Linked DNA regions of Mus musculus: regions 2, 3, 4, 5, 6 and 7 are each linked to region 1. The links are chromatin contacts, called in public promoter capture Hi-C maps. All regions are on one chromosome and are shown on one strand. Each heading gives the region's core, a stretch centred on a gene start, on an enhancer-like site or on the middle of the called end of the contact. The rest is flanking DNA. Distances are from core to core; before and after follow the strand shown. Region 1 holds the start of Mrtfb (myocardin related transcription factor B). Region 2 holds the start of Nubp1 (nucleotide binding protein 1). Region 3 holds the start of Dexi (dexamethasone-induced transcript). Region 4 holds the start of Mcm4 (minichromosome maintenance complex component 4). Region 5 holds the start of Txndc11 (thioredoxin domain containing 11). Region 6 holds the start of Zc3h7a (zinc finger CCCH type containing 7 A). Region 7 holds the start of 2610020C07Rik (RIKEN cDNA 2610020C07 gene).

Region 1 (4,243 bases), core at 1,106-3,605:
CCACTGAGGTGTGTGACAATGTGAGGCAGGCCTGGAAAAGACTTGCCTCAGTGGGCCGAGTAAGCCTTAAGAGCTGAAGACAAACTGGTACAGTCTTGTAGAGCCAGGGACACCAGTCTTCTGTCCTTCACCAGGAGACATTCAAAGGCTCTGATTCTCAGACTCTGAGACGTGGCCAGTTCCCTCCCAACTCCTTCCTTTTTCTTGGGCCTTCAGCCTAAAACTGAGAGTTATATCGTCAGCAATTCTGGTTCTCAGGCCTTTGAACTTGAACTTGTCGCGTCTTCCATCATTGCTAGTCTTGCTGGCAGCATATTGTGGGTCTTAGCATCCATGGTAAGTCCTCTCATGCATCTATAGGGTATCTGTTGGTTCTTTCCCTGGAGAACCTGCCTATGGAGGTCTGGGATTTCCTTTCTTCATCCACACCCCATTTTATTGGGCTACATCATCACGTTCAACATCTATATGTTCGGTCTCTGTAAGAGGAGTGGTTTCCAGGCAGCACAGGTAAGGAAGGTCTGGACCCACATTTGTTGACACTATGAGATCATCAGGATGGGTTAGCTTAGCAGGCCTCAGTGCAGTTTTCAGGGATGAGATAGAACCTTCCAGGCTCTTGATTCTGCAGAAGCTGTCACAGAGGGGCCAGCTCACAGGAATATACAAAACAAGACTGAATAAAAATGGCCCCCATAGGCCCACAGGGTATGGCACTATTAGGAGCTGTGGCCTTGGAGGAAGTGTGTCACTGAGGTGGGCTATGAGTTTTGAAAAGCTCAAGCCACGCTCAGTGGCTCAATCTCTCTTCCTGCTGCCTGAAAATCCAGATGTAGAACTCTCAGCTGCCTCTCCAATACCATGTCTTCCCACACTTTGCCATGTTTCCCATCATGACTATACTATACTAAACCTCTGAACTGTAAGCCAGCTCCAATTAAATGTTTTCCTTTATAAGAGTTGTCATAATGTCTCTTCACAGCAATAGAAACTCAAACTAAGACAAAGACCTTGTCACAAGGCAGTGCCAGGCCCTAGAGTCATGCAAATTCAAATACTGTGTTACTAAGACCATATGGGTATTTTCTTTATTGCAGGCTTCGGAAGTGTGATGGTTCGTATATGCTCTGCCCAGGGAGTGGCACTATTAGAAGATGTGGCCTTGTTGGAGTAGGTGTGTCACTGTGGGCATGGGCTTTAAGGCTCTCACCCTAGCTGCCTGGAAGCCATTCTTCTCCTAGCAGCCTTCAGATGAAGCTGTAGAACTCTCAACTCTTTCTGTACCATATCTGCCTGGTTGCTGCCATGTTCCTGCCTTAATGATAACGGACTTAACCTCTGAACCCGTAAGCCAGCCCCAATTAAATGTCCTTATAAGAGTTGCCTTGGTCATGGCAATTTTCTGTTTACAGCAGTAAAACTCTAAGGCACGAGGTTATGGGTACCCACTTTAGTGCATCTCACTATGCCAGCCTCTCTTCCTTAGAAGCAATTACTCTTAAGTTTTCTTTTGGGAAGAAGTCACACCGTAATGCAGTGGTTCTCAGCCTTCCTAATGCTGGGACCCTTTAATACAGTTCCTCATGTTGTGGTGATCCCCCAACCATAAAGTTATTTTGCTGTTATGAATCAATGTAAATGATACACAGAATCTGATATGCGACCCCCTGTGGCCCCGAACAGCTGACCTAACTCCACGAATGCCCTGGCTCTATGTCCATGAACCATTCTATCCTGGGTTCTCCCACTGTTTTCGAACATATTTTGCTTTTAGGGCTCTACAGAGTTGGAGAAAGTGTGAAAAGCGTTCTCTTGTCTAGTTGCATTAAGATGGGTTGCAACAGACCCCCTATTGGGGTCACTTCTTCCACTCGGAAGAACTACAGAGGGGTGGAGAGTGAGGCAGGGCTCAAGAGGAGGGGTTCCTACAGGTGCGGGTGTGGCATCAGAAACGCACCGACTCCACAGGCCGGTCTGCTCGTCCGCTGCAACCTCCTTCTGGAATGGGGAGGCGGCAAGAATGCACTTAGTGAGGCAGCATGAGCTGTTTGCTTGCTAGGGTAGCCGGCACTGACTGACCATCTATCTGACTGGGAGCAGCCAGAGCTTAGGCAGCAACCAAAGAGCTCCCAGCTCCGCAGCCCAGCTGCGCATGCGCCCCGGGGCAGCCAGGTGAGAGCGCGGCGGGAGCGGGCGGCCTCGCACCTGGGTTTTAACTTTTCCGGGTCAGGGGCGAGGGCGGATGCCGGGTGGGAGAAGGGAAGCAGGGTGTAAACCTCCGGGAGTCGGCTCGGCGCTACCTGGAGCTTCCAGGACGGGCTCCGTGCCTTCAGACGGGAGGAGGGTAAGCACGGGGGCGGAGCGAAGTCTCGCGAGATCCGGTGGTAGCTGCGGCAGCGGTGGCGGCGGCGGCGGCAGCGGCCGGGGAGGTGAGCGGCGAGCGGGTGCGAGGCGGCCGTTGGGACTGAGGCAGGGGAGAGCTGCGGAGGGCGAGGCCGGGCCCCGGGAGAGGGACGGACGGAAGGCCCGCGTCCTCGGTGGCCCCTCGAGGTTGCTGCGGCGCCTCCGGGTGCGCGCTGTCCCGGGACTCGCGCGGGGCGGGGCGGGGCGGGGCGGCCGCGGTCTCGGGGCTACCGGGTCCGGGCTTCCCTCGTCGGGGGTCCCCTGTGTGCGGCCGCGGCCCGATCTTCCCGGGCAGCCTGGAGTTGGTACCAGGCGCTTCGCTTGCGCGCTCCCACGCTGGAACTGCAGTGAGGTGCAGCAGCGCCTTGGCCGGAGCCACTCGACGGGGACGTGGTGGGATGGGGACGGCCCACGCCCCGGACTCACCTTCCATCCTCCTCCCCAGCCCTGCTCGCGGCTCTTCCCCTGGGGTCCCCGCGGGGCTGCAGAGGGTGTGTCTGCAAGCCCTCCCGAAATTGCACGCACGCAGCGTTCCGGGTTTCCAGGGAGAAAGTTTTCCACCGCTTTTGTTCTGTCCCTGAAACTTTGCCTAGTTCTCAGTGTTCAGAAGCTACCCTTTGGCCCTGTGTATGAGCAGACGCGGTGTGACAGTGACGAGGGGTGCGGCGGGTGTAGGGTCTCAGGCCACGAGGATAGCTCAAGGTTTGCCTCAGGCAAAGAAACTTTGAAAAGTTTGATTCTTTTCTGAAGCTTGAGATCGCACTCTTAGGATGAGCGGTTGTGAAGTTCCTAACTTTTGGTTCTGTGGCAAATGTTTGCCACCCTGACACGAAGTTCATACTATATCTTCCTATACGTGATCCAAGGTCAGTAGAGTGCTCTCCTTTAGATGTGAAGAAGAAATACGTGCTATGGCGTTAGTGCAGCCCAGACACCCAGCTAGGTAGGACGTAATATCACGGACCCTGCGGCTAGTGAGTATGTTTGGAGACACACACTCACGTATGTACGCATGCACTTGTGGGACAGTGAGTCTCAAAGTCAGGAACAAAGATTGGGACCTGAGATAAAACCGTGTTACTTGGGGTAATTGATGCTAATGAGAAAAACAATGTAGGCTGACTGACAGCGTGCAAGATAAATCACAGCCTGTCTCTGGTTAGGCTCAGATAATACAGCCCTCCAGGGATGCTGTATTCCAGGCTACATTGTAACCAATACAAAGCCCGAGTTCTCTACATTTAATGGAGTACACAAAATCCCTCATGCTTATTGTTAGTAATAAGGAAATAGAAGATTGAAATTGTTGCACTTGGCAGTATGCTCCATGTGTGTCTAGTAGATGCAGGTGTAATGTGCTGTGGAAGTTCACACAGTTCCCTTTCCTTCACCTTGTTGGACTACATAATTGGGGCAGGGTGGTGGGTGTTTTCGAGAATGACTTGCCACATGGTTCAATATTGAATCCTAAAGTATGTTAATCTATAGTGGGCCAGGGTAGCCTTCATTATCACCTCCACCACTCATGTGTTAGATGGCTCTCGGTCCAGGGCTGGAAACACTGCAGATGCTTTCCGCTGCCGTCTAGGAGTCTCTTCAGTAACTAACAATGTGCTATGGGGACAGTTCTGCCCTCTTGAGAACCACTATATAAAGCACACGCTCCACTATCTAGCTAATTATAACAGCAGAATCTAATACACACTTTTCACTGGGAAGTAAAAATAAAATTCTCTCTGTGAGTCTGATACATAAAAAGACAGCCTCTGGCTAGGGACTCTTTCATGGATCATCATCTCTGGCTCTCAGGAGCCAGGTTAGTACCTGTTCATCTGCAGTT
Region 2 (4,243 bases), core at 917-3,416, 2.8 Mb before region 1:
CAATCTGCTCTCTCTCTCTCTCATTCTCTCTCTCTCTCTCTCCTCTCTCCCTTTTCCTCTTCCTCTCTCCAACCCTGCTCAGATATGACCTTTCATGTCTCCCTCCCCATTAATCTTTTGCATGAGGTCTGTTGTATATTTTGATTCTTGCAACATTGCAAGAATTCTTGGCCCCACTCACCAGCACTCACTGCAAAACCCTTTCAGGTCTGTTATCCCACAATGCCTCCTACTAATGTCAGAGTCTACACTCAGTCTCACCAACATGATTGCCTACACAAGAGCTGAATAAGGTCGATGCCAGTACACATGTCAAAGTGGACAGAGGCAGCCTCGACCTCACCCAAAGAACTATAGCATTCTACAGGAATGCTGAGACTGGAAGAATAGTCCTCCCCATGGAAGAGCACACCAACGGAATGGTCACCTTTAAAAATAGATATACAAGTATCTTTTATACAGAGTGAACAGATTGTATGTGTGTATGTGTGTGTGTATGTTTTTAAATGTAATATGTAGCATATGTAATAATGTTGTGGGGTATTCATCAGAGATGACTGTTCAGACATGGGTTTAAGCTAATGGGAAGATTTTGCTATTCAGTATCCCAGTGGAGCACTGAGCCTTTCTTGGAATAAACTTTTAGGCACAAAAACCATGTTCTGGGTTAACCTACTTCAGTAACAAGAACAGATAGCCAGAATCAGCTCTACAGAAGCAAAAAAGAGAGGTTAGTACAGTTAGAGACTTTCCCAGAGTCATGGACTTTGGTGGATTAGGTCTTTGTTTTCATTTTGGCAGGTGCTGCTGTCTATGTGCTGAGTGTTACAGCCTGAATGGCACTTCCATCATGGAGTCAGTTGTGCTAAGGTCTGGGGCCCTGTCACAATAACAATGAAAAAAAAAAAGTCCATGAATTTGATAAACAGCAAGGAGAGGTGGTAAGGTTTGGGGGAAGGAAAATGAAGGGAGAAATGATGTAATTATAATCTCAAAAATAAATGAAAAATATTTAGAATCGTTCAATGAAAACAGTAACAACCACCACCATCTTGTGCCAAAGTTGCATGCAGCCAAGCTCCCATGGCTGTGACCATGGACAGGATGTCTTCATGGAGTCTAAACACTGCTCCACAGACACAGACAGGCCATTTGTCTAAACACTCACAGACACATACAGGAGAAATGGTAGCAGCAAGGACAGTGGGGACCTGCAGAAGTGAGAGAAAGCTAGGGAAAGCTCCCAGTGGGGGCACAGGAGTGGGTTTGAAGAGGTTTCACTGAACAGATCTGAGGGGAAGCAACAAAACACAAAACAAAGTATTTTTCTAAATAGCACAGCAATTTTAAGAGGGCGGGGGTGTCAGCCCAGGAATGCTGGTGGTGCACATTGTAATCCCAGCAACTGAAAGACGGAGGCAGGAGGATCAAATGAGAACTTACACTGCTGGCGATTGAATTTATGGCTTTTCACTTGCTGGACAGGTACTCTACCACTGAGCTACACCCCTTTATAAAGTCTCCCCTCTTAGCCAAACATGGCAAGAAAATCATTAATTCAAGATCAGCTTGAGCAGAAGAGAGGAGAGGAGAACAGAGAAGAAATAGAGAGGGACGGACAAAGTGTTTTGTTGGATCTGTATTGTTTCAGTGCTGGGGACTAAATATAGGACCTCATGCATGATAGATCAAGCACTCTACCAATTGAGCCACAATCCCAGCCTGTAACAGAATCTAGGGTAGGGCAGATTATTTGAAACTGAGTAAATATTGACATTGATTGTACTTTTATTAGTAGTACTGCATCAACACTGAGGCCACGGAGAATAACGTTCGTTGGCGACAAAAACCATACTTAAAAAAACAAAACAACAACAAAAACAAAAACAGAATCAAAAACCTGCATTATGTGTAAGAGTCCATCCTCGCTTTCCCTATGAGTTCTGGGATTTGGATACAGGCTGGCTCAACAGAATCTTTAATCGTTAGAGCCACTTCATTTGCTCAGGTATCATATATTTCTGAGTCTCGCCCTGTTTTAGCGGGAAGAGGCATAGGAATCCCACCCACTGCACACACGGTTTTGCGCGTGCGCAGTCCTGGTCTGGCGAGACAGTTCCCGCGGCCGGGGGGTCAGATTGGACCTGCGAGGCGGAAACACGCCCCTGAGGTTCCGGCGAGCGCAGCCCGGGCAAGAGCGGCAGCATGGAGGAGGCGCCCCACGGTGAGCTATCGCAGGACGTGTGGGTGGTCCCGCTGGGACCGAACCACTCTGACTGTGCCTTCGTCTTCCCGCAGGCTGCCCCGGGGCCGACAGCGCCCAGGCCGGCCGAGGAGCCTCGTGCCAGGGATGCCCCAACCAGAGGCTGTGCGCATCCGGAGCCGGCGCTGCTCCGGATCCCGGTGAGGAAGCGGCGGGCAGATCAGGAAGTGGAAGGGGCGGGACTTGAGGGTGAATGGCAGCGGCTAGTGGGCAGTATTCTAATTGGTTGGGGGGAGGGCGTAGAAGGCGGAGCTTGAGCGAGAGGGAGGTTTTAAAAATCAAATAGCGGAAAAACAGTGATGGAAATGGAGGTTTAGTCTGATCTGCGGTAGACAGGGAACCGAAGGGGGCATTAAAATAAGCTTGGCGGCACAGGCTTGTTCCCCCGGAACTTGAGGGGCAGAAGCAGGAGGATGGCTACAAGTTAAAAGCCAGCCTGGACTACAGGATGAGACCCTGTATGAGTGAATGAATGAATCAGTGAATGAATGAATGAATGAACGAACGAACATTAGGTCGAGTGTGTTGGCACATGTTTGTAATCTCAGCATTTAAGAGGCTAACCCCGGGCTTAGATGAGACCCTGTCTTTATTAAAAAAAAAAAAAAAATCAGTAAATAGGACCTCAAAGAAGGATAGAATAGATAAAAGTGATGTCGGGCAGGTACAGGGCTTAAGTAATAACCGCTACCTCAGTATCCACAAGGCCAAGCACAGAGAGGAGAATGGAAAAATACTGAGATCTTTCAGGCCTGAGTCCTGGCACATGTCCATCACAGGTCACAGAGGCTCTGCTCTCTCTGTGGCAGAGAGAAGGACCCTCCTGTTAAGGAGTCTATCTTTCAGCAGACATGAATGTTCATTATCTCAGTGGAGAGACAGATGGGGGACTGAGAGCAAAGTGGGGAGGAAGCAGGAGCAGGCACGTTAAACTCACCAGGGATCAGCACTGTGAGGGGCCATCTCCAGGGCGAGGAGGACTGAAAGCCTAGCTGGAAGGAAGGCTTTTCAGAGAGAGGCTGGGTTTGGTTGTTGAGTCTCCTGAAAACTGATCTTGAGCAAGAATGCCCTCATGGTGAAGACCAGTCTCCCCACAGTGTAGTCTGTAAAGATTTGAAACAAGACGTGACATTGGAAACCCAGTACGTTGCTGGGATGGTTGCTTCTGAGAGCCTGTGAGTTTCCCATCTGCAGCCCTGGGGACATTGGAGTTGATCATCCCTTGTACTGGGCCTAACCTGTGCTTAAGACACTTAGCATCCATCATCCGAGATGCCAGTAGTAGTCCCTCCTGTGGCATCCAGAGAATTTCTGCAGATGTTAGCAGATGCCTCCTGGGTTCTGTTGAGGAGCTGGGCTTTGAACACCCCACTCTCTCCTCGGAGGGCATGTGCTACTGCATAAATAAGACAATCTTTTCAGGTTGGTAGTGACCGTATTTTCTTCCTAGCATTTATTTTTAGTTTGCTGAAGTGGTATCTCACAAAGAGCCTTAGAAACAGCTTAAAGAGCACTTTGGAAGAGGGACGGGTAGGACTGAGGCGGGGTCATCATCACCTCCTCTACTTCTCTGCAGCCGTGGAGGAAATCAGAGAGAAGATGAAGACGGTGAGACACAAGCTCTTGGTGCTGTCTGGGAAAGGCGGCGTTGGGAAAAGCACGTTCAGTGCACACCTCGCCCACGGCCTAGCGGAGGATGGAGATACACAGGTGGGAGCCTGGGCTAAGCTGGGAGCTGCTCCGTGTGTCAAAGGGGCTGCTGATGGCTTTAGAGGGTGATTCTTAGACCAGGAAAGCAGCCTCTCTGACTGTCTGGACCCTGCCTAGCCCCTGGCTGAGGCGAGGCATCTCCCTGAGCATTCTGACCAAGGTGGCGGTGTACCTCGGCACATTCTGGCGGTCATGTAACACAGGGCCTTTTACATCTGCCCCTCATAAAGCTCTTTCTGTATCTGGAAGTCCTAACCCTGCAGCTGTACC
Region 3 (4,243 bases), core at 1,277-3,776, 2.7 Mb before region 1:
GAATGAGCCATGCCTTTCCCAGCCCGAGGTATGGGTACTGACAAATCCCTCAACCCAGACTGCTTTGCTCCAGAGGTATCTGTCTGGCTCCTTCTATCAATTCTGGCCTCAGCTCATATCTGCCATCCCTTCAGAGAGACCTTCTCCCACTCTCTAGTTAGAGCAGCCTGTGCCTATTCTCCTCTCATGGTCATTTCGTACAGACCATCTGCCAGAGGCCGGTTGCTGGACAAACAGTAGCGAACGCATCAATACAGCCTCTAAACTTCCCATTCCTCACTAGGTTTCTAGGTACCCACGTGTGTTCCTCCTGGAAGGCCTGCATGCCAGGTTCCATCTGCCTTTGCTCACCGAGAACTCAACAAATAGGTATCTGTTCAATGAAAGAGTGGATGTCGGGCTGGCAGGAACGTGAAGAGCTGGTGCATGCCCTGCCTCGAACTTGGCACCTGTGTGGATACCACTAGACTTACTAAAGACTCCTTCAAAGATATCACGCCTTGTTCCCAAGAATTTCCCTCTTACCATGCATTATTTCCACAACAGACAGACGATGTGTCCCCAATTCCACTGTTGAAAGCCTGTTCCTGCAGTGATGGTGTTAGGGGTGATTAGGTCACAAGGGTGGAGCCCTCTAGTGGGATTAGTGCCCTTTAGAAAACTATGAGGATGAAATGCTTGTTGTTTGAGCCATGGTTTTCTGGCACAGTACCCCAATCTAAGACACCCACTTATGGCAATGTTGGCAATCAGGTAACACGGGAGAGGAGGCGTGAATGCTTCCTTGGGGTGACATCAGTATCTGTTATCTAAAAGGAGCCCCCACCCACCAGCTCCACGTGCCTCCTCATTGCCACTTGGGCTCTATGACCTGCCAAACCCCAGCATTCCCCAGCTATAGGGCTAGGCCCGCCCCGTGACACCTCAACGGACCCAACAGCTTGCCTGGCACAAACGTTCTCTCATACAGGCCAGCTGTTCCCTTTCCCTTGTTGGGAGACTTCAGCCAGTCTTGGATTCACTTTATCTTTTCTAACATATAACAAAACTTCTTGGCAGAAGCCCAAAGGCACGTCTTCAGTACGACCACCCCGTGGTTCCTTCTGCTGACCCTAGGGTGCTGAGAGGCCTTGCAAATACTGCAGACAAAGCCAGCACCAGCTCAGAACTGCCTACCTGTCCCAGAGCGGCAGCCTAAGAAACTGACAGCCTCTGCGGTTCTGAGCTGCAGTACCAACAACCCAGGATCTCTGAAACCTGACTCCAAATACAGCAGCAGAAACACTGCCAAAAGGAAGTGCGGCAGTGTTGTTTGCTGAAGGTTTCCATTCTCCCAGGCTTGGCCTGAAGCCCCTCAGTTTAACTGGTCCCTCAAGAGGCCGCAGAACAAAAGTGACCAGTGCCTCTTTTGACACCAGTCTATGCTTTCAGGACAAGTAAGCATCCCCCCAAACCCCAAGGTCACCAACAAGACAGGCTAAGACTTGGGGGAGGAGCTGACAGCTCCACCTCAAAAGGTTTTGGGTACAAAGCTTTTACCCAAGCCATGGGGTAAACTGCATGATTACTCCAAATGTTCATTTCTTTGGGGGAAATCTCTTCAAACACTACTATTCCTAGCATCTGAGTTAGATCCAGAGGAGGTGGCCAGAGAAATCAGAGGCTTAGAGGAAGGAGGTTAGTCTGCCCTGAGGACACTACCTTCTCTCTCCCCGAAATACACCCCCATCTCAAGGGCACTTACGGGCCTCTTCCTGGGGTCCCATCCCTGTCCAGATGGTGCCCCCAACCAGTGGCAGCGGCATGGTACGGGCGGCTGGTCCAGGCCAAGAGTTGCGGATGGTGGAAGGCAAGTGGGGAACAGTAATCACGACATTATTCCAAATATCCATCGAAGACGTCAAGCTCTGAGTCGGCATCGTAAAGGCCAGAGCCAGGGTCTGAAAGTACGCCGAGGTCCACCAGCGCCTGGTCCAAGTCCTCGGGCAGGAAGACGAGGCCCACATTGAGAACGATGTATTCCATAAGGAAGGCGTAGTAAAGGATCAGCACATTGACGAAGAACAGGCCCACGTAGAACATAGAGGGCAGCAGCGGTGGCTGCACGTAGGAGACCAGGGGGCCCAGAGCGTCCAGGTGGGCTGCGACCCGGGCGCCGGGCATGCAGGGGCCGGCGATGGGGGCGGCGGCCGGGCGATCCCAGCGACCTCAGCCGCTGCGGCGCCCGGGCGGCCGGCGAGGGGGCAGCTCAGCCATCCAGGGGGCGCCCCGGGGCTCGGTGGCGGCAGCGCTGGGCCCCGGGCGGCCTCCGAAGACGCTCCTTGACACCCCGAGATGCTCAGGGCCGGGTCACGGAGCCCCGGGATCGGGCCACACGGGCCGCTCGCCCCTCAGGGCCACCCCCCTAGAAGTGGCCAGCGACTCGCTTTGTACGCTGCGCTCGCGCGCCCCCGCCGCAGCTCAGAGTTGAGGCCGCTGCTGTCTCCCCGAGGCGTTCCTCAGGCACCTTCGGCGCCCCCGCAGGCTCACTGCCCATCGCTGCAGCCGCCAAGTCGCTCTGGGCTTCCCAGCACCGCCTACCCAGAGGCTCTTCATTCATTGGCCAGTCGCATGCTCGCCCGTATTTATTGGCTAGCTCAGTGCTCCACGTTTATTGGCTTGAGCTGTCCGGGGGCGGGTACTCATTTGCTCCGCCCCATGGGAGGTGCTCCAGTCTCTAAGTTGCTCTTCTGCAGTTGGCACTCCTTAGACTGCATCTCGAACTTAGGTATGGAGCGTCACCTTTTTGGAACTTAGTTTACCCCCTTTAAAATGATGCCGGGTGGAAAAGGAATGCCGGTAATTCCACTGAAAATCTTAGATATCCCCAAAGCGCTTTTGTTGTTTTCTTTTTCACGGTATAGTAAGAAAAAAAAATCAATTACTGAGTGCCTTTGACAGAGGCATTATAGGGTTCCATGACACCCGGATGGAAAGTACCACAAGCAGGTCAAATCTTCTGCCAATAAGGCTGCTTATTGTTTCTATTATTTTGCAGTCCATGTTTAAAACCAACCAACCAACCAACCAATAATGCTAAGTATATATCTGCTCAGATTCTTCGGTTTACAGACCACCTTTGTGCTTCGTCAGGAGGATGAGTTTGCGAGGGATCAAAACCAAGGTCTGTGTGTGCAAGATATAGACGAGATGTAGCTCTACATCTGTTTTTGAAAACAACAACAACAACAACAACAACAACAACAACAACAAAACCCAAACCCTGAAAACCCAGGGTCTCACCATGAAGCCTCTGGGTGCCCTGAAATTGGCTATAGACCAGGCTGTCCCAGAACATGTAGAGTTCCACTGCCTCTGTCTCCTGAGTTCTGGGATTAAGGTCTATCCTCAATTCTTACAAAGGCCTTTAATCTAAGTCACACTTAGGTTTATAGGAGCTGGACAAGGCAATGTAGTATATTCCCTTTTCACAGATGAGGAAAACAAATTCCAGAGAAATGGATTCTCGAAGCTGCTGAGTCTCTGTCATTTCCTTTGGAGGTCAGACATGTTCTTGTTCTTTCATGACTTTTACATGGGAAACCATTAGCCTGATGCCAGTCTACATCTCTCTAATTCTTGGAAGCAATGCAAACCATTCACTCTATCAATATTCATCTAAAAACGTGCTATGTGCAAATCTTGTCCTGGGCCCTGGAGAGAACATTGGTCCCTGACTCAACTCTTTTCCTAGGACAGTCAATGGGCTGTCACAGGGGTTAAATAGCTATGAGATGTAGAAATGAATAAATGAGAGGGTGTGGGGCACAAAATCTTGCTTCCCACCGAGGTTCCCACTTCCAGTCTGGGAAGGAAGTCCAGGTGTATGTAACCTTTCATGGAGATCTTGGAGTTCTCTTTCTTTCTTACTGAATTAGTTGGGAAATGGCATGAGTTTTCAATAATGACCAGAGGAAACCTCTGAAAGTTCATCGTGGTTAGCTTTACAATGCTGCTCACATCTTTACAAAATGTTTTAAGACTAATGTGCAAAAGAAAAAGGTTGTAAGGACAAACCAGAATGTTACTGATTGGTTTTGTCAACAGAAGCAAATAAGGGTACCTGGGCTTGAATCCTGCGTCTGTCACACATAAAGTGCCTCTGTGACTCAGTTTCCTGAATTGTAAAATAAGGTTAATAACAGCATCTACTTCATATGGTTGTGAGAATTAAATAATTAATCACTTAGGATAATGACAAATG
Region 4 (4,243 bases), core at 793-3,292, 2.4 Mb after region 1:
GAACTTAGGAATATGTAACTATTATTAAAATGCAAAACAATGAGACCAGCAAGATGGTCAGTAACTAAGGATGCTTGGCTGGAAGCCTGACAACCTGAGTTGATTTCCATAACCCTCACAGCGGGAAGAACCAGCCCCTACAAACTGGCCTGAAACCTCCAAATAAAAGCTGTGAAGGGCAGGTACCCCTGCCCCCAGCAATAAATATGTGACAAATTTTTTATGAGTATATAGCTATCTGTACACAAAAATAATTTCTCTGTTTTGGGTTTGAGACAGGGATCCCATTAAGAAGCACAGGCTGGCCTTGGACTTGCTGTAAGCATTTACTACCTAGCTGCTCGTGGTGGCATGCACTTTTAATCACACTCAGAAGGCATATGCGTGTGTGAGCTCCAGGAAAGACTGGTTAACAGATCCAGCTCCAGGATAGCCAGGGGAACATAGAAAAACCATCTTGAAATACCAAGAACTAAGGAAAAAAAAAGTATATCACCATTTTCCGCATGGCATATCCCTTTTCTGGAATAAAATCTAGACCACTAACAACCTGCTATTATGCACCATGGCTATTCACACATAGGTTATACTTTCACCCGAAGTCTCAGACTGAGTTTTAGTGTACATAAGCTTACCTGAAAATTCTCTTTACATGTTGCCACATTCACATCTGTTCCCCAAATCACAAGCTTTTGGCCTAGAGACTGTTCACTTGGTACGATGTCTTCTGCTGCTGCCTATTGAGAAAGCGAGGATAGAAACATGTTAATGGGATGACCTACTTTATGCTCTCAAGGTAACACCATCAGAGATCTGCTTTGTACTCACGCCATCAGACTGCAGATCCACCTGCAAACCCTTTCGTGCTGAGCCCAGATCTGGCCTCTGCCTTACAGGTGTGCCTCTCACCCCACTTCTTGGGGTTCCTTCCACTCGCGAGCTGGGAGTGCCATATGTCAATGGTGAACTAACATCAAAGTCCAAAGGAATAGCTATAAAGACAAGATATTTAGCTTTACCATGAAATCCCCATAAGCACATCAAATCCCAATTCCGGAATGCTGTTTGACAATTTAAACAGAATACTTTACTGCAATCTTTCATACCCCAATTGTAGTTCTACTATAAAGTATGCTTTCTTTGCTCACTAGGTCCTAAAATGTACCAACTCTGCTTCTCTCCTCAGGTGTTTCAGTGAAGAATCTATCAGTACACACAGAATAATAGCAACTGGTAAACCAGCAAAACCGACGGCTGACCCACCTAAAGAATGCATCTGAGGAGGGCTGGAAAACAAGGCATTCTGTGCAGGTGGGCTCTGCAGGTCGGCTCCTGGTGAGGTGGGCATTGGCAGTAGCTCTCCGGTGGAAGAATCTTCGCCTCTACGTCTCCGATTGGGTGACGACCTGCTTTCCTCACTTCGAACTTCCGTCATACAAAACAAAAAAGACGATCAACGCTCAAGCTTAGTCTTCCAGGAAGTGCCTTAGGGTAGTCATATTACTTAAACAAGAACACCCCCCCCCCAAAACCCTCAAACTGGAACAGAGGGACAAGGTGTAGGAAAAGGTGGGTCAACTGAACTGACCACGCCAGACTGCCTGGAGACGAGAGCCCAGTATGTGGGTGACAGAGGCTACTATATGCTCAAGGCCTGTCAACCACACACCAGGCTCGAAGGACTCAGGACTTTCCACAGTGCTGCGGGAAGAGACACGAGGCGGAAAGGGGGCAGATGAAGGAGGGAACTCACGGGACTGGGTTGGGGTGACTCGTCCGCGTCGGCTGCTGCGGCGGCTCGGGGTGGATGCCGGGGACGACATGGTGCTGTGGTTGCTGCGCGACAAAAGAAATCTGGCTCTCAGTTGTCCCGCTCCGGGACCTCTCGTACCTCGGATCCGGGTTAGTTGCAAACGCGCACAAAACGGCGAGTCAGGGTTCTGCGCCACCCAGGAGAACGTTCCTGGGCCCGCAGGGTGAAGCGATTCCCGCCAGCCGCTCTGTCGTCACAGCGACCGAAGACGCCTGGCCAATCAAAGAGGCAAGCGCGCGTAGCTCCGCCTCCGGAAAGCGCCGTAAGTGAACTCTGAGAAAAGGTTTCCGGCCAATCACAGCGGCAAAGGCGTGTAGCTCCGCCTCCGGAAGGCGCCACTGCAAGCCGGAGGGGGAGTTCTCGACCGCTACCTAGGAATTACAGCCTAGATTCACTTGCACGCCCCTCGCCTTGGATGGGCCAGCCTGCAGCGGGATTGCGTTTTGGCGGGAAACCCGGGGCCGGCACAACTCCCTTGTGTGTTTACATTTGCGTTGTCCCGAGTGCAAACACCAATCTGTGATATCTCCGCATGGTTAGACTGGTTCTGTCCCTTTGCATTCCGATGTGTACATGTTAAACGCTACAGATCTGCAGGCCGGTGCGCGTCTTCACCCCCCCACCCCCGCGAGAGTATAAGGGAGCAGTTCCGGCTGGGCCTTCAGGGAAGAGCTGGCTAGAGTGCTGAGACGCGCATGCGCGAAGCGGTGCCGGCGTGATGGCGGAGGAGGGAACCGGCGTACGGTGTTGGCTACTGCAGCTGCAGGAGTTCCTGTCCGCAGCAGACCGCTGCAGTGCTGCCGGGGCCAGTTACCAGCTGATTCGTAGTCTGGGGCAGGAGTGCGTGCTGAGCACTAGCTCTGCAGTGCAGGGTGGGTAAGGTCCCTAGACGCAGGGCTCAGCGTTTCTCTCCGTGGTGCGTGTAGTCAACGTCCCGTAAAGTTTATGGAATTGGTAGATGTGTATACTGCTCTCTTCCTAGTATCTGAGGAAGATGCTTTAAAACAGGTGTTGGAAAATGACCACCAAGTTTGGTAGTCATTTTTATCCAAAGTTGGATGAGAGTGCAAGATGGAAGTATTTTCTTCCAGAATAAACTCGCTTGAACTCAATAGGACCTTGACAAAAATCCTTTTTTCGTTGCACCATGTTTTCAGAATAATTGCAAAAATTAATGAAAGTCATGCAATTCTGTAGACATTTTTATTTTTTAGGTTAGGTATTTCCTATCTTGGGCTATAGCCCAAGATAGTCTGGAATTTACTATGTATGTAGAACAAGCCTTCAAATACTGGGGTTATAGATGTGAGGTACCACACGTGCCTTGCTCTTTTTAACCATTTAGTAATTGATGTGTTAAAATAGAGGCTCGAATCTGAACACAGCACACTGGGCCAAAAACAGTTCCACGTGTAAGAGGTTTGGAGGGGGTGGCAGAAAGAGAAGGCGCAGAGAGAGAGAGAGTGAGAGAGGGAGGGACATTCCCTTTATTTATATGGAAAATGACAACACAGGTAAAGGTGGGAGGTGAGCCAAGTGGATATTCTGGGAATATGGTGCCTGATGTCTTGGCAACAGGTCTGCTGGCCTTGCTGTCGCCTATGTGATGTCATAGGTTTGGGAGGTCCTGATGCCAACATACCTCCCTTGTTATAATAAAGAGAAGGAAAGAAAAAGGGAGGGGAAAGCCATGGTGAAAAGGGAGCAAGGGTGTTGTGTCTCTTAAGCTGCTTCCTGTTGTCTAGGGTGTCAATTTTGGGGGGTAGCTGGTTTTCACCATCGGGATCGACTTGGTAAACGTTCACATCAGGTTCCTCTGTGGACAGCAGCTCTTCTGTGGGCAGCAGCTGGCAATACTGTAACAGGAGCTGATTAATATTTGGTTAGGAATTTTTTGTATTTCTCATTGAAGGAATGTAGAAACAAGATTAATGAGGCAGGGAGCAAATAACACCAGGAAGATGACTAGGAAAGGTGCTTATCCCAGCACTCGGGAGGCAGAGGCAGGCGGATTTCTGAGTTCAAGGCCAGCCTGGTCTACAAAGTGAGTTCCAGGACAGCCAGGGCTACACAGAGAAACCCTGTCTCAAAAAATAAAAACAAAAAACCCAAAACAACAACAAAAGACAAAAACAAAAAATGAAAGGGAGCATCCACTTCCATATAGGATTTTCAAAAATCCCAGAACTGGAGGCCTCACGGTCCCTGAAGTTCTCTATGTCTGACTGTAGCTCCTGGGTTTTATTTCTCACTGTCCTGGATTGGTTGATGTAGAAACAGCATTTTTCTTGAAGGAACAGGCAAAGACCACCTTATTTAGCTGTCAGGACATCTAGCCCCCATCAGTTCTGAAGCACCCCAGCTGCCAAAGAATCGACCAACAACTCCTGTCTCCCACCTGGAATCCCATGGGTCTTGTATGCAGAAAAA
Region 5 (4,243 bases), core at 1,106-3,605, 2.1 Mb before region 1:
CTGTCTTAGGAGAAAAAAAAAGAAAAAGCTATTGTTTACTGCCTGTGCACATGTGTGTGAGTGCAGGCATTCCCATGGAAGTCAAAGATAACCTGAATCTGTTCTCTGCTTCCACCGTGAGCTCGAAGATGAAACTCACATTGTCAGGCTTGTGCAGTTAAGTGCTTTGCCCACTAAGCCATACTGCTAGCTTGTAAATTCGATTGAAATGAAATCTATACCTTAAATCTCCCTCCTAAAGGCAACTATACACAATGCCACTTTACTCCTAATAAACAAACACAGAAAAGAAAGCAGAATGGATTCATGGAGACTGAGTGCCCATAAACAGAAGTGGGCAAAGATCAGAGGCCCTGAACACCCACAGTAACTCACTGTGGTTCAACTCCAAATTCACCTTCTTATAGACCACCTACTCTGAACTAAGCTAAGCACTCAACACTGAGGAGGGCAGTCATTTATTTCAGAGTTGTACTATGAATAAAATTAAATTTGAAAAACAGACCTGATATATTCTTCCTGAAGCCTCTGTCCTTATTAAAGATCTTAAGGAAAGAGCAACAAAGATGTCAGGGTCAGTTGTACCATAATATCTTAACACCATCCTATCAAACAAAGTCCTTAAAAATTCATCTGAGTTTATTAAAAGGGCTGTCCCATTGCCAGCACCATAGAAAGATGCTTGAGGAAGTGAGGCTGCAGGCTCTCTCTCCCAGCCAAAAGCAGTTGAGGAGCTCATCCTGACAGCTCCTCAGACTGATTTAAACTCTTCAATCTTCTCTCAGAGGTCACCCACCAAGTCACGTGTCTCAGATCAAACACTGAGCACTGTTTTCACAGCTGGGCAAACTGAAGTAAATCAATTCCTTGACGTGGGAAAAGGACTGTTAATATGAATCCAAATGACAGGTTGCAACATTCCACCTTGTAAAATACTTTCTGTATTTTCCTTATAAAGACAGTACCAGTCTAGTTGCTCAAGATTCAAACTCCAGGCCAGGTGTGGTGACAAACACTTTTAGTTGGCTTTAAACACTTTAGCATAGCACCTAACACATTGCAAACACTAAAAAAACGAGTCTCTTCCCCCTAAAACTCCTAATTTTTGGCCCATCTTGACCTCAGGGATCTCATATTGTGTTCATTACACTCAATCTGTGCCCACATAAATCTCCCTCTGGACAGAAGTGCCAAGAGGATATGTCAAGTGATAACAGATTTTATAAACTGCAATGTCAAATGATATACTGATGATCTGAGGCAAGGAGTATAATTGAAATATAAACTTTGTATCTATCTACACAATTTTCTGAAAAGATGCACATTAGCTTCCATTCTTCCTAAACTCCAGCCTACTCAGGCCTTTTCCAAGTTTCACAAAAAGACCAAGCTTGCTCAGACTCCAGATCTTTGCACTTAACTGTTTTGTAATAGCTCTTACCCCAGCTCTTCCACCTCTGCCCCTTCCTTTCCTTGTGTAAGTGGCTAATGCCATTTTCCTATGAAGGCCCTTTCTGCCCTACCCAACCTCATCCTTCTATTCCCTGCATAGCACTTATTAAGGTCTCTGAAGTGTTTGTTTATTGTATATCATCACTTCAATGAGAACTCCAGGGAACGGGGATTTTTGTCTTCAGCATTAACGGGTGCTCAGTACAAACGTGCACTGTCAGTATATCAAAGGCTTGCCTGGATTCCCAAAAGCGACTAAGACCCCTAAATGGCTTGTGAATCATCACACTGCAAGCATTAAGGAAAATGGAATGAATTAAAACTGAGCATTATAGCCTGAGCAAGAATTGACATGTGCACCCCGAGAGACCCCAACAGGTGAGAAGCAGCTCAGAAACAGGGCCAAACGCCCTCGGTACATAATTGATATAGAGCAGCACCCTGGAAACGCCTCCACGCCGAACTAGGAGAGTGGGGGACCGCGGCCGCCGGGAAGGTCAAGCCTGTGGTCGCAGGCAAGGTCAGGCTCGACTTCCCCGAGGAAGACAAACAACCCTCGACCCCGGAGGCCCCGAGCTGGCCCCGCGCAGCCGGGGTGGCATAGCTCTGGCCGCGGAGCCTGAGTCCCGGCAGCCTCACCTGCAAGTGAACTTGAGGGCGAAGAGCAGGGCGCAGCCGAGAGCCACGGCCCCGCACAGCAGCTCTGGCCGCTGGCGCGCCATAAGCGAGGCGCCGCGCAAGCCGCGGCGGATCCGGCCCTCCAAGGACGCCGCCGCCCCGGCAGGGCTGAGGGAGCCTGAGCCCTTGGGGCCGCCACCCTCGTCCTCGGCGTCCTCGCTGTTGTTCCCGCCGCCGCCGCCGCGGCCTCCGCATTCCGACATTACATGCTCCCCGTGGCCGGCTTTATACCGTCGCTGCCGCCACCTCGGGCCCGGGGACCCGGCCCCGCACGTCACTCCCGGACCTCGCAGCCAGCGGCGCTCACTAACCCGGACTCTCCACGTCAGCCACACTTCAGAGATGCCCCGCCCTCCGACTCGGAGCCTGCGCGAATGCCGGCTTCCCGCGAAGCCACGCCCTTTGGGGGCCACGCCCTCGAGCCCATGGAGTCTGCGCGGGTGCTCGCAGCACTCGCGGCCGCGTCAGCCTTCCACCGGTCCCGCCTCTCTTGTAGCGACTCTGCGCAGGCTTGCAGTCACTCAAGCTAGACCTTGTCCTTCATTCACTGCGCTGACGCTACATCCTCGCGTCCGGAAGCTAGTTGGTGGTGTCTCCTTAGCGAGTCCTTCCGTTGGTCGGCCCTTCCGGGTACTGTTAGGGCTCAGATTGTCGCTAGTGCGTCAACACTGTTGACAGACCCTTCAGGACATGGGTGCAGTTTGTTATCTCTGCTTTTCAGAAAGTGGGGCGGGGAGGCCTCGTGCAGAGGCGAGAAGGACTGGAGGACACAGTAATAAAACGGAGACCGGGCTGCTCTGTAATGGGGTAGTAATAACGCTGCATGCCTTCTGCTTCAGTTTCTGCTTGCAGGATTCTACCTTGACTTCCTTCAATGATGGTAAAGTGTAACCAAAACAAACCCTTCCCTCCCCAAGTAGCTTTTGTTCATGTGTTTATTACAACAGTAGAAACCTTGAGACAAGTACTGATAAGTGGTAATTACATTCAACAAAAGAACCCAGCTCTAAGTAAAAGGATGGATGTATATTGTGTAATCCCATTTCTATGACCCATGCTTGATGGGCAAATCCACAGAAACATAGCAGACGTGATTAAAGTTTGGAAAGTATTGGAGTCAGGACATTGTCTGCCTCACGCCTCCAAGCAATAAGAATGCAAGGCCAGCCTAAGATACAGGGTGAATTATCTTCATTTTTCCTCCCAAAATTAGGTTTATATGAGTTGTGTATAATTTTTTAAACCAGGCTTAGTGGCACACAACTGTGGTCCCAACCACTCGAGAAAACCAGAGGACCACTTGTACCAGGACTGCATAGAGTTTTCAAGGCCAGACTATGAAATTTAGCAAGGCCCTATTTCAAAATAAAGTTTTGGTTGGGGCTGGAGACAAGGCTCAGTAGTAAGAATACTGCTGTTGCAGAAAACCCAAGTTTGGTTCTAAATTACAGGTAGTGAACTACCTCATACTTCAGGTAATCTGATGTCCTCCAAGGTACACACACATATAATTAAAAATAAAATCTTTTTGTAAAGTTGGTAGGGAGGGCAAAATAATCTAGATCAAATGTTTCCTATGTGGGGCTGGAGAGATTGCTCAGTGATTAAAAGAGCACTGGTTGTTCTAGAAGACCAGTGTTCAATTCCCAGCATCCACACGAGGCTCATAAAAGTTTATAGCTCTAGTGCTAGGGGATCGGACCTCCATGGGCACTGGTTATAATGTTGTACACATAAAATTGTAAGATTATTTTAACAAAACCACCCAATGGAGATAACCAAGTCCTAACATGTGCCAGTTAGTATTAGTTTTCCATACTATCACCAGAGTCCTGGAGGTGACCCCCATCTCCCACCCCCACCCCACACACTACTCACCTTAACAACCTGCAGTTTGCCCAAACTCTTTCCTAGGCTTCTCAGCATCCTACCTCTTGAGCTTCGTCCTGAGGAAGTGATTCTGATCAGGCAACTAACAGACTGGTTCTTCGTGGAGCCCCTGCCTCACAGGCAGCATGCTGAGCACCCTGGCCCACCAACCACTGCCCTGCTGCTTTCCTCCCTCCTTGCTGCTCCCTGCCTCTGAAAGCTATCAGGGCTGCAGGGAGACGAG
Region 6 (4,243 bases), core at 438-2,937, 2.1 Mb before region 1:
CAACCTGTTCTTTGCATAATACCCCACTCCAAATACTGACATTTTCAACCTCAATAACTCAACCTTATTCACATCTGTAGCGCACCCTGCTGGTCTAACAGAGCAGAAAGGGGAAATTTTTCAATAGAGAAAACTGTCCATGCACTTGATTTAGTCCAAAGATGAAGAACACCACACCAACACCAAGTCCACACCCACACATACACTCACGCACACACAGTGCAGCTCTGCTCATCATTTCAACGGAGGTGAAGAGAGCCTTGGATTCCTTCAAGACCTCCATGAAAAGCAGCTACTTCCAAAAGAAGCAGGAAAAGAGCAGATGGCAAGAGCGCCCAGCCCCTCCCCCAGTCCAGTAGAGCATTGTCCAATCGAAATACGATACCGGCGGTACGTGCCATTTTAAATTACGAAGTGGCCATACTAAAATAGTAAAAAGAAACTGGACAGATTGTTTTAATTCTAACGTAGCCACAACAGGTATCACCTCAAGTATATAACACACTGCTTGCTAAACACTGGCTGATTTAAGCATAGGAGTTTACCAAGGAGATCTTTTTCGTTCTTTTTCTTCCTCCCAAACGAAATCTTTCAAATCAGACTTTAAAACTGAAACCGGAGTGGGGCGGTGGTGGCACGGCTTTTAAATCACAGCATTCGGGAGGTAGGGGAAAGCAGATCTCTAAGCTCAAGTCCAGCCTGGTCTACAAAGTAAGTTCCAGGGCAGCCAAGGCTAAACAGAGAAATTCTGTCTCGAAACAAACATACAAACAAACAAACAAATTGAAACCAAAAGTGAATCTCAATTCTTGCCACATTCCAGTGCTCGACCACCCCACTTTACCAGTGGCCACATTACCATCGGACAGCGCAGGTCTACACCAGACCCTCTTGGTCTTAAATACCTAACACTATGACCCTCTTTGATCCCTTAACATCTGGGGACCCAAAAAACGCCCAACCCCGGAATAAATTCACCCAGTCAGAGCGCAGGCACCACCCCTTGGGCCCAGCTAGGACCTTCCAACCTGACCACACCCCTGCGCTGACTACCCCTAACCGGAAATTCCCGCTAATGGGAACTGACAGGTCTCCATTCTTTAAGGGTGGGGAAAGGAAAACCGAGAACCCTCGTACAGTCTCCGAACCCCGGCCGAACACCGGAAGCCAGTCGCCACCCATACGCGGGGTGGGCCGCGCATAACACCCGCAAGGGGCGAACCCGACACCGGCGAGCGCGCACTCAGCTGGCGTCGCGAGCGTCCCCAAACCGAGACACTTACTAACACGGACGCCCCGCGATCACCCAGCACCCAGGAATAACGAAATGCTAAACCACCAAAAGCTAGTGCGTGGATGTCGGCCAGGCAGTCCAGGTGGCAGGGGCCGCCGCGCGTGCCCGGATTACGACTCCCGAGGAGCCCGTGCAGCCGGTTCGGGGGTCCGCGCCCCTCCCCCGCCTGAAGTCCGTTAACGGCCGCGCGTGCTCACGAAGCGACGCGGCGCACGCACGCGATTGGAAGAGCGCGACCCTGCCCGCGACGCCCGCGCGTCCCCTTCCCTCACCTGCGGGGCGGCACCCAGGAGCCGAGGGGCGCGGAGTGCGGAGGCGACAGCGGGATGTGCGTTCACCGGCTCAAGAGCTCTCACAGTCTCGCAGCTTCCCTGGGCGACCCACCGCAGCTGCCAGCCCGCGACGCTCGGGGCGGCGCCCTCTGGCGGCGGGAGGCCTCGCGCGCCGCCCCGCAAACGCTACCATTGGCTGCGTTGCCAGTGTCAGCCCGGGGTTGGAGGCGCCACGTCGGGGCCTCGGGGCTGCGGAAGCGGCGGCGATAGGCGGAACCCTGGGCGGCCACACGGAAGGGGGTGAGAGACCGCAAGCTCTTGAGCCCAGCATCATCGCCCTCTCCCACACCGCTTGGATACCAAAGTAGGACTGGAAGGAGACCTAGATTCATCTGGGCACCAGGGTGTCACTTCCTTCGGAATCTGTTCTCTGCAGTAACTTATCCTGAGCGTCCTGCTTTGCATTCCGATACTGTTACCGTCACCCTGAAAACAGCCATACAGTCGTGTCCTTTCAAATGAATGACAGGCATAGGGACCCGCGTTGAACAGGGAGGTGACCTAAACTCATTCGGACGCCGGAGCGTCACTTCGGAACTTGTCCTCAATTCCCTATCCTACTCGCAGTCACTGTTTTTATCATCTTGAAAACAAAATGCGGTATTTTTGCAAATGAATGTAGGGACGGATCTCAGAGCCAACACAAGCTCTTGTTCTCCCTGGCCTTCATCTCAACTTATATGTCGCTGTATTCACCGGTGTTTCAGTGGTCAGGTGTACATTACCCCAGACAGAACAATGTAAGGCTGAGTCCCTGCGACTGGAGATGTGAAAAGTGCTCCAAGTCAGGGCAGTAGAAGGGAGAGTGCTTCCAGGCAGTGGGAAAGATCCTGAGCCTAAGTTGCTGAGGGACAGGGAAGACAAAGTGTGTGTGTAGAAAGCTCAAAGAGGATGAGCCACTGCATGAAATTTGGAATTCAGTGTCTGAGATGGAAATTACAAGGTCTAATTTGCAGTTTTAGAAAGTTTCTTCATGCCGTTGGGCGGATATATAGAAAGGACAAGCAGAAAAGTGAAAGGGGTTGAGGATGTAACTTAGTTGTCAAAGTGCTTGCCTAGCCTTGAGTTTGATTTCCAGCACCAAATAAACTGGATATGGTGGGGTACCCTTGTCATAGCAGTACATGGGGGTGGGGGGGGGGGGATAGGAGTTCCAGGTCTTCTTTGGCTATGAAGCAAGAAATACCCAGGTCCAGGACCACTGGGGACAGAGGGAAAAGTTTACATTAGAAGGAAGACACTGAGATGCACTCTGTCTGGACCCAGAGTGCTACTGTAAGCTCAGGAAGTCGTCAGTACTGGGCCAGTACAAAGTGAAACTTGATGAGAATGTATGGACTTCCTGTTGTTCCTGTACCAATGGCCTACATTTTTGTTGCCTTGAAACAACATAAACTTAAGAGTTCTAAAGGACCAGAGTCTGCAGCAGGTGTTTCACTGGTGATGTCCAGGTGCTGACGAGGCTTGTCCCTTCTGGAAACTAGTGTTGAGCTCTTGCCTCTTTTTAGCTCCTAGAGGCCTCCTGGACTCGTAGGTCATGCCTGTCATCTCCAGAGCCAGTATTTTCCTCTAAATGAGGTCTCCTTGCCACACCTTCTCTGGGTCTTTGCTTTCAGTTGTCCCTCAAAGGGCCCTGGTGATTGCATTTGAAACAAGGAGGTCCTGGATCCCACCTGGAGATTCCCAGTGATTTTCCAGGCAAGGTAGCAATAATCACAAGTTGCTGGTGATAGAGAGTAGATATATCTGGGAACCCATCATTATATGTACTGTAGGGAGCAAAGGAAAAGAAGGGCTGAGCATGGATGAACCTTCTCTAGCCTTGAAGAATACTGTGTGTTGTAAGGGTCTCTGCTTCTTTGTCTTCTATACTAGTGGGGAAGTCCCCGGCCTCTTACCTGGGTGCTGTACCGGATAGGTGCATTTGCTGAAGAACTGTTTTAGGCTCCTGCCTCCCAAGGGCTGGCATTAAAAGTTCATCACTATCCCAGTCTTTATTCTGTTTTCCATCCTCTGGTACCTTACAGAGGCCCGGAACACACAGTGTTTTATGATCTCTATGAGATTGAGGCCAGCCTGGTCTATGTAGAGTTCTAGCCAGGGCAATGGAGTGAGACCCAGTATCAAAACAACATAAACTGTCCACATGCTGACTTGCCTTAACATCAATTTATACCTGAAACTAAATGCAAGCTAACCATTAGTCAGTTCATTAGAAATAGGGTCAATTTACACAAAGGACAGGGGAGAATATTCAGGAGTCAATGGGACAGATTTTATATTTGATTCATCAGTTTATCCAGTAATTATATGCCCCCAAACAGGTGATGGGATAGAAAGCCTTGCATGTGCTAGACAAGCTCCCTGCCACTGAGCTATAGCCACAGACCTTTTAAAGCTTATTTTTATTTTTTAAATATTTTTTAAAAACTTTTATGTGCATTGGTGTTTTATCTACATATATATCTGTATTTATGTGTCAGACCACAGGGCGTCAGATCTCTTAGAACTGGAGTTGCAGCTACTTGTGGGTGCTGAGAATTGAACCAGGTTCCCCTAGAAGAGCACCCATTGCTCTTAACCTCTGAGCAATCTCTCCAGCCCCAAAATTTATTTT
Region 7 (4,243 bases), core at 983-3,482, 2.1 Mb before region 1:
ATGTTAGGAACACACATCATAGCCATAAAAGAATAAAATAAAATTACAATGAAAATAGACCTGAAAGATCAAGAATTACAGCAGTGTATCGTACTTCATTTCTATGAAGTCTTTGAAAGGACTTCAACGCATCAGCACACCTACCTGAGAGATAGTGTTAACTCCGTGTTTTTTCAAAAGCTTTTTATAGAAACCTTCTGTCTGTTCAGGTGAATCGAATTCATCTTTTGTGAAGAGACATACATCTGAGGATTCGGAGAGAATGCTATGAGGCAAAGGTCTGCAAAACACGACAAAAAAGGCCAGAAAGTACGTGGGTTATTCACAACACATGCTTACTCTCATTCAAGGTCATTGTTGACCTAGGAGAGCTAAGGAGAACATACAATACATGCAGGCAAGCCAGATGAATCAGTGGGTGAAAACCTGTGCTCAGTGCCAGGCCTAACAACCAGAGCTCAAGCTCCAGGACCAACATGGTAGGGAGAAATGGCACTGACTGCCACATGCGTGCACCCAATACTCCAGACAGACAGACAAACACAAATAAATGCTCTTTAAAAATATTTTTAGTTATTTGTTTTCATGTCATTGTTTCTCTGTCTTAGAATACGCTCTGAAGATAGGGCTGGCCTCGAATTCAAGAGATCTGCCTGCCTCTGCCACTTCTGGCTCTAAAAGAGAAAATATTGGGCTAGAGAGACCAAATGCAGGATTGTACACACTCAGCAGTTAAGAGCACTTGCTGCTTTCCCAGGAGATCTGATTTCTGTCACCTGTACCAACACTGGGCTGCTCACAACCTCTTATCTCTGCAGTCTAGGTGGTCTGACATCCTCTTTTGGCTTCTGCAAGCACTGGACACATGTGGCCCACATTCTTACACTCACACTCTGAGTTTTAAAAATTAAAGGGGGTGGGCGGCTGGAGAGATGGCTCAGCGGTTAAGAGCACTGACTGCCCTTCCAGAGATCCTGTGTTCAATTCCTAGCAACCACATGGTGGCTCACAACCATCTGTAATGAGGTCTGATGCCCTCTTCTGGTGTGTTTGAAGACAGCAACAGTATACTCACATACATAAAATAAATAAATGTTAAAAAAAAAAAACAGCCAAAAAACAAAAAAATCCAACCAAACAACTCTCAAGAGATAAATAATTACTTACACTTTGACCCGAAGTTCTTTCTCTGGAATTTTCCATAATATCACCATTAAAAATAAATTTTCGCTCCCACTCAACAGCAATTCATTATTGTTTTTTTTGGACTTTGAGCGATTAGATATTACTTCCACTGCCTTTCTAATCTGCAGAGACAGAGAATAAGTTAATTTTCTCAATCTATGTTAATTGCTCCCACACAGACATATCTGCTTCCTTTGCTCCTTTGGGGGGCGGGGGGCGTTTCAAGAGAGGGTTTTCCTATATAGCTCTGGCCAACCTGGAATACTTAGTCCAGGCTGGCGTCGAATTCAAAAGATTCGCCTGTCTCCCGTGTGCTGGGATTAAAGGCGTGCGCCACAAAGCCTGGCGCTCCTCTTTCTATTGGGCAAATTTCATCAGCGTATCGGGATATTACAATTTGTACCCATTGCAATGTAAGAACCCGTCTAAAACATCTAAGGACTTGCTTCCAAAATCTGTTTACAGGTTGTCCTTTCTACGTAAGAGGACTATTCGGAAGCTTCTCCTGCCCTCTATGAGAAAGGAAGCGGTCAGGAAAGGCGCGTTGGCCCTGCTACCAACACTTTGTGCACGGACACATGACCTGTGATGCTGCAGAACCGAGCGCAGAAGCCCGCTTTCCACAGGAGGCAAACAGGCCAGAAGTGTGAGAAGAGCGAGCCCGCTGGGTGCGTTCCCAGAGGCCAGCCTCGAGCTCCGGAGAGCCCACGCGGTCGCGGGCCCACTTCATTTCCAGCCTCTCGCCCCACACCCTGCGCCGAACGCGGGTCCTAACCACCCTGCTTCCCGAATCGTCGTCCCCAAAAGCCACTCGCCTGCTCTCTGTCCAGCTGTAAAAGAGCGGTCGGGGTCACTTGCACGTCGGTGGTGGTCGCCTCAGCGACCGAGGCACTGGGAGATTCGGACGCAGAGCCCTTCATGTCGCCTCGTGTGGAAGGCCTGTAGAAGTCAGAGCTCATGCGCAGCCCGGAGGCCCGGAACCGGAAAGCAGTCAGTAACACTGCGAGGGGGAGGGGTATCACGTCATTTCCGGCGAGGCGCGAAATTAGATGTTGGGCCCGCCCTCTTGGGTAGATGGTGTTGCGGTCGTAGACTGTGCCCAGAGTTATTCTAGCGGCAGCATCTCCTTTGCCTCCGACTCTTTCTAAGGCTGCAGGCCTGAAAAACCCTGTCGCTCCTTCCGGAGGACACCGAGCGAGCGCCCTAAGGAGAGACTAAAGCCCTCTCTTCAATCCCGTGCTGTCTTCTGCAGAGCGGGAAGCCGTGGCTCCTCCATTCCTTTCTGGCTTCAGGCGTCGGTTTCCCCAAATTGGTGGTATTCCCAGGAAATAAAGAGAAACTGCCAACGCTAGGCGCGGGATGCTGCGCGAGAAACGAAAAAATGAGTCGGTCTCTCAGGAGCTTCGGCCCAGGTAAGACCTTGCGTGAGTGTGAAGGGATAACTTTAGTGTAGGAGAGAATACGCCAGAACGTCCTATGAGTAGTTGCCAAGCATGCCCACTGTGGTGACCGTGCCCAATACCCCGTATTCGAGGTTGTTCTCAGTCAGTTCAGGGAGCTCTCAATAGTACCACCAGTTTTTATTTTCGATTAGTTCGAGACAGAGCCTCTATTGAGACAGAGTATTATTGAGACAGGGTCTCTATTATTGAGACAGGGTCTCTATTATGGCAATTCTGGCTATTCTGGAACTCTATATAGACAGGTCTGACCTCGAACTCACTGAGATCCTCCTGCTTCAGGTTTCAGAGTGCTAGGATTAAAAGCATCCACCAATACGCCCCCACTTAAGTCAAACTCTTCCTATATCACCCAGGGTTACCCGAGTGAGCCTCCTCCTCTACGTCTCAGATGCTAGATTTACAAGAGTGAGCGAGTCCCCTGCCCCCACCTTGTACCGGCACAGTTACATAATTTATTTAGAAATTTTTATGTGAATGTTAAGGATAGTGACAGGTTCAGCTAGCTGTGTGGGAATAAAATGCTCTCCATTGTCAGATGTCTTCCAAAAGTGCTCCTGTGAAGGGACCATGCTCTGCTAGTGTCTGTTGAGGGAGGACCTTGTCCTAATTTAACTTGTAGAATACAAGTCCTTGGCACCTGCTTCTACTTGGCTATTTAGAATCTAGTATAAGATGGACTTTTAACATATTGCAGTGACTTGCTACACTGGGCTTGAGGTATGCAGGCTAACACACTCCAAAGAGCATTGGTGGTCTTAGGTGTTCTCTTGCCTGTATTCAAGTTTGAGAACCAGACGTTTTTGGTTTTTCGAGACAGGGTTTCTCTGTGTAACAGCCCTGGCTGCCCTGGATCTCACTTTGTAGGCCAGGCTGACCTTTAGCTCACAGGAATCTGCCTGCCTCTGCCTCCCAGTGCTGGGAGTAGGGCTTTTTTATTTTATGTATATGTTTTACTTGCCTGTGTATCTGTACACCACATGTGGGAAGTGCTAGTGTAGATCCTCTTAGAACTAGAATTACAGATGGTTGGAAACCACCGTGCGAATGCTGAGAATCAAACTGTAGTCTTCTGGAAGAGCAAGCAGTACTCTTGACACCATCTCTCCAGCCCCAAGCACCAGACTTTTGAGCCAAGGAAATTCCATGAATTCAGATGATAGATCCTTGAGGCGATTGGAAACAGTAAGTGTCTAGAGCCAAAGAATTGCAAAATTGAAGAAATAGGCTTTTAAAACTGACAGGGGGCCTAGTTACCAAACTTCACTTACATTCTGGGCTACAGAACAATACTCTCATCTCAGTGTCATTTCTGAAATTAGACTTATGATTACTGTTAGGCGTGTAATTTTTGTCTTTACAACTCCCTCTCATTCACTCATTTGTAAGGTGGCCCTCCCTAGAGAGAGGGAAGCCAGATGCTATGCTGTGAGACTACGTGGGCAGCCAGCTAGTAACCACATGCATGAAGGTGGAAGGAAAGCCTTCTTTGTAGACACAAGAGAGACTCCAAGTCAGAGCCCTTTAGCTGTGCTGCTCCTAGCTTTCTCATAAAACACAAATAAGCCTTTGCTAATTTTAGCTGCCGTTCTCTATCA

The links. Promoter capture Hi-C pulls out the DNA fragments that hold promoters and counts their contacts.
Region 2: a promoter capture Hi-C map of pre-B cells shows a contact between it and region 1, with 4 times the contacts expected there. The contact joins the promoter of Nubp1 here to the promoter of Mrtfb in region 1.
Region 3: a contact with region 1 is called in a promoter capture Hi-C map of pre-B cells, with 5 times the contacts expected there. The contact joins the promoter of Dexi here to the promoter of Mrtfb in region 1. A contact is called at or near these places in 4 of 39 promoter capture datasets (embryonic stem cells, liver and pre-B cells).
Region 4: a contact with region 1 is called in a promoter capture Hi-C map of pre-B cells, with 4 times the contacts expected there. The contact joins the promoter of Mcm4 here to the promoter of Mrtfb in region 1. A contact is called at or near these places in 1 of 39 promoter capture datasets (pre-B cells) and 1 of 115 datasets of contacts at active chromatin or transcription factors (astrocytes).
Region 5: a contact with region 1 is called in a promoter capture Hi-C map of hippocampal neurons, with 5 times the contacts expected there. The contact joins the promoter of Txndc11 here to the promoter of Mrtfb in region 1. A contact is called at or near these places in 2 of 39 promoter capture datasets (3T3-L1-derived adipocytes and hippocampal neurons) and 1 of 115 datasets of contacts at active chromatin or transcription factors (astrocytes).
Region 6: a contact with region 1 is called in a promoter capture Hi-C map of hippocampal neurons, with 4 times the contacts expected there. The contact joins the promoter of Zc3h7a here to the promoter of Mrtfb in region 1. A contact is called at or near these places in 5 of 39 promoter capture datasets (the 3T3-L1 cell line, cranial neural crest, hippocampal neurons and 1 more).
Region 7: a contact with region 1 is called in a promoter capture Hi-C map of pre-B cells, with 4 times the contacts expected there. The contact joins the promoter of 2610020C07Rik here to the promoter of Mrtfb in region 1. A contact is called at or near these places in 4 of 39 promoter capture datasets (the 3T3-L1 cell line, cranial neural crest, embryonic stem cells and 1 more) and 1 of 115 datasets of contacts at active chromatin or transcription factors (astrocytes).

What each region holds. Positions count from the first base shown.
Region 1 is chr16:13,254,126-13,258,368 of GRCm38.p6, forward strand. Mrtfb (myocardin related transcription factor B) reads left to right here and starts at 2,356. Exons shown (of 17, transcript NM_001122667.2): 1 at 2,356-2,429.
Region 2 is chr16:10,409,772-10,414,014 of GRCm38.p6, forward strand. Nubp1 (nucleotide binding protein 1) reads left to right here and starts at 2,167. Exons shown (of 11, transcript NM_011955.2): 1 at 2,167-2,224; 2 at 2,299-2,403; 3 at 3,840-3,973. The coding sequence starts at 2,206.
Region 3 is chr16:10,540,528-10,544,770 of GRCm38.p6, forward strand. Dexi (dexamethasone-induced transcript) reads right to left here and starts at 2,527. Exons shown (of 2, transcript NM_021428.4): 1 at 1,745-2,527. The coding sequence starts at 2,163. The coding sequence ends at 1,876.
Region 4 is chr16:15,635,358-15,639,600 of GRCm38.p6, forward strand. Mcm4 (minichromosome maintenance complex component 4) reads right to left here and starts at 2,043. Exons shown (of 16, transcript NM_008565.3): 1 at 1,754-2,043; 2 at 1,264-1,425; 3 at 829-992; 4 at 636-737. The coding sequence starts at 1,823. Prkdc (protein kinase, DNA activated, catalytic polypeptide) reads left to right here and starts at 2,509. Exons shown (of 86, transcript NM_011159.2): 1 at 2,509-2,685. The coding sequence starts at 2,532.
Region 5 is chr16:11,132,177-11,136,419 of GRCm38.p6, forward strand. It overlaps Txndc11 (thioredoxin domain containing 11), which reads right to left and starts at 2,356. Exons shown (of 12, transcript NM_029582.2): 1 at 2,092-2,356. The coding sequence starts at 2,333.
Region 6 is chr16:11,174,654-11,178,896 of GRCm38.p6, forward strand. Zc3h7a (zinc finger CCCH type containing 7 A) reads right to left here and starts at 1,688. Exons shown (of 23, transcript NM_145931.3): 1 at 1,567-1,688. It overlaps 4930509G22Rik (RIKEN cDNA 4930509G22 gene), which reads left to right and starts at 3,523. Exons shown (of 4, transcript NR_151506.1): 1 at 3,523-4,243.
Region 7 is chr16:11,201,151-11,205,393 of GRCm38.p6, forward strand. It overlaps 2610020C07Rik (RIKEN cDNA 2610020C07 gene), which reads left to right and starts at 2,233. Exons shown (of 3, transcript NR_038156.1): 1 at 2,233-2,597. Rsl1d1 (ribosomal L1 domain containing 1) reads right to left here and starts at 2,142. Exons shown (of 9, transcript NM_025546.2): 1 at 2,001-2,142; 2 at 1,168-1,307; 3 at 145-280. The coding sequence starts at 2,105.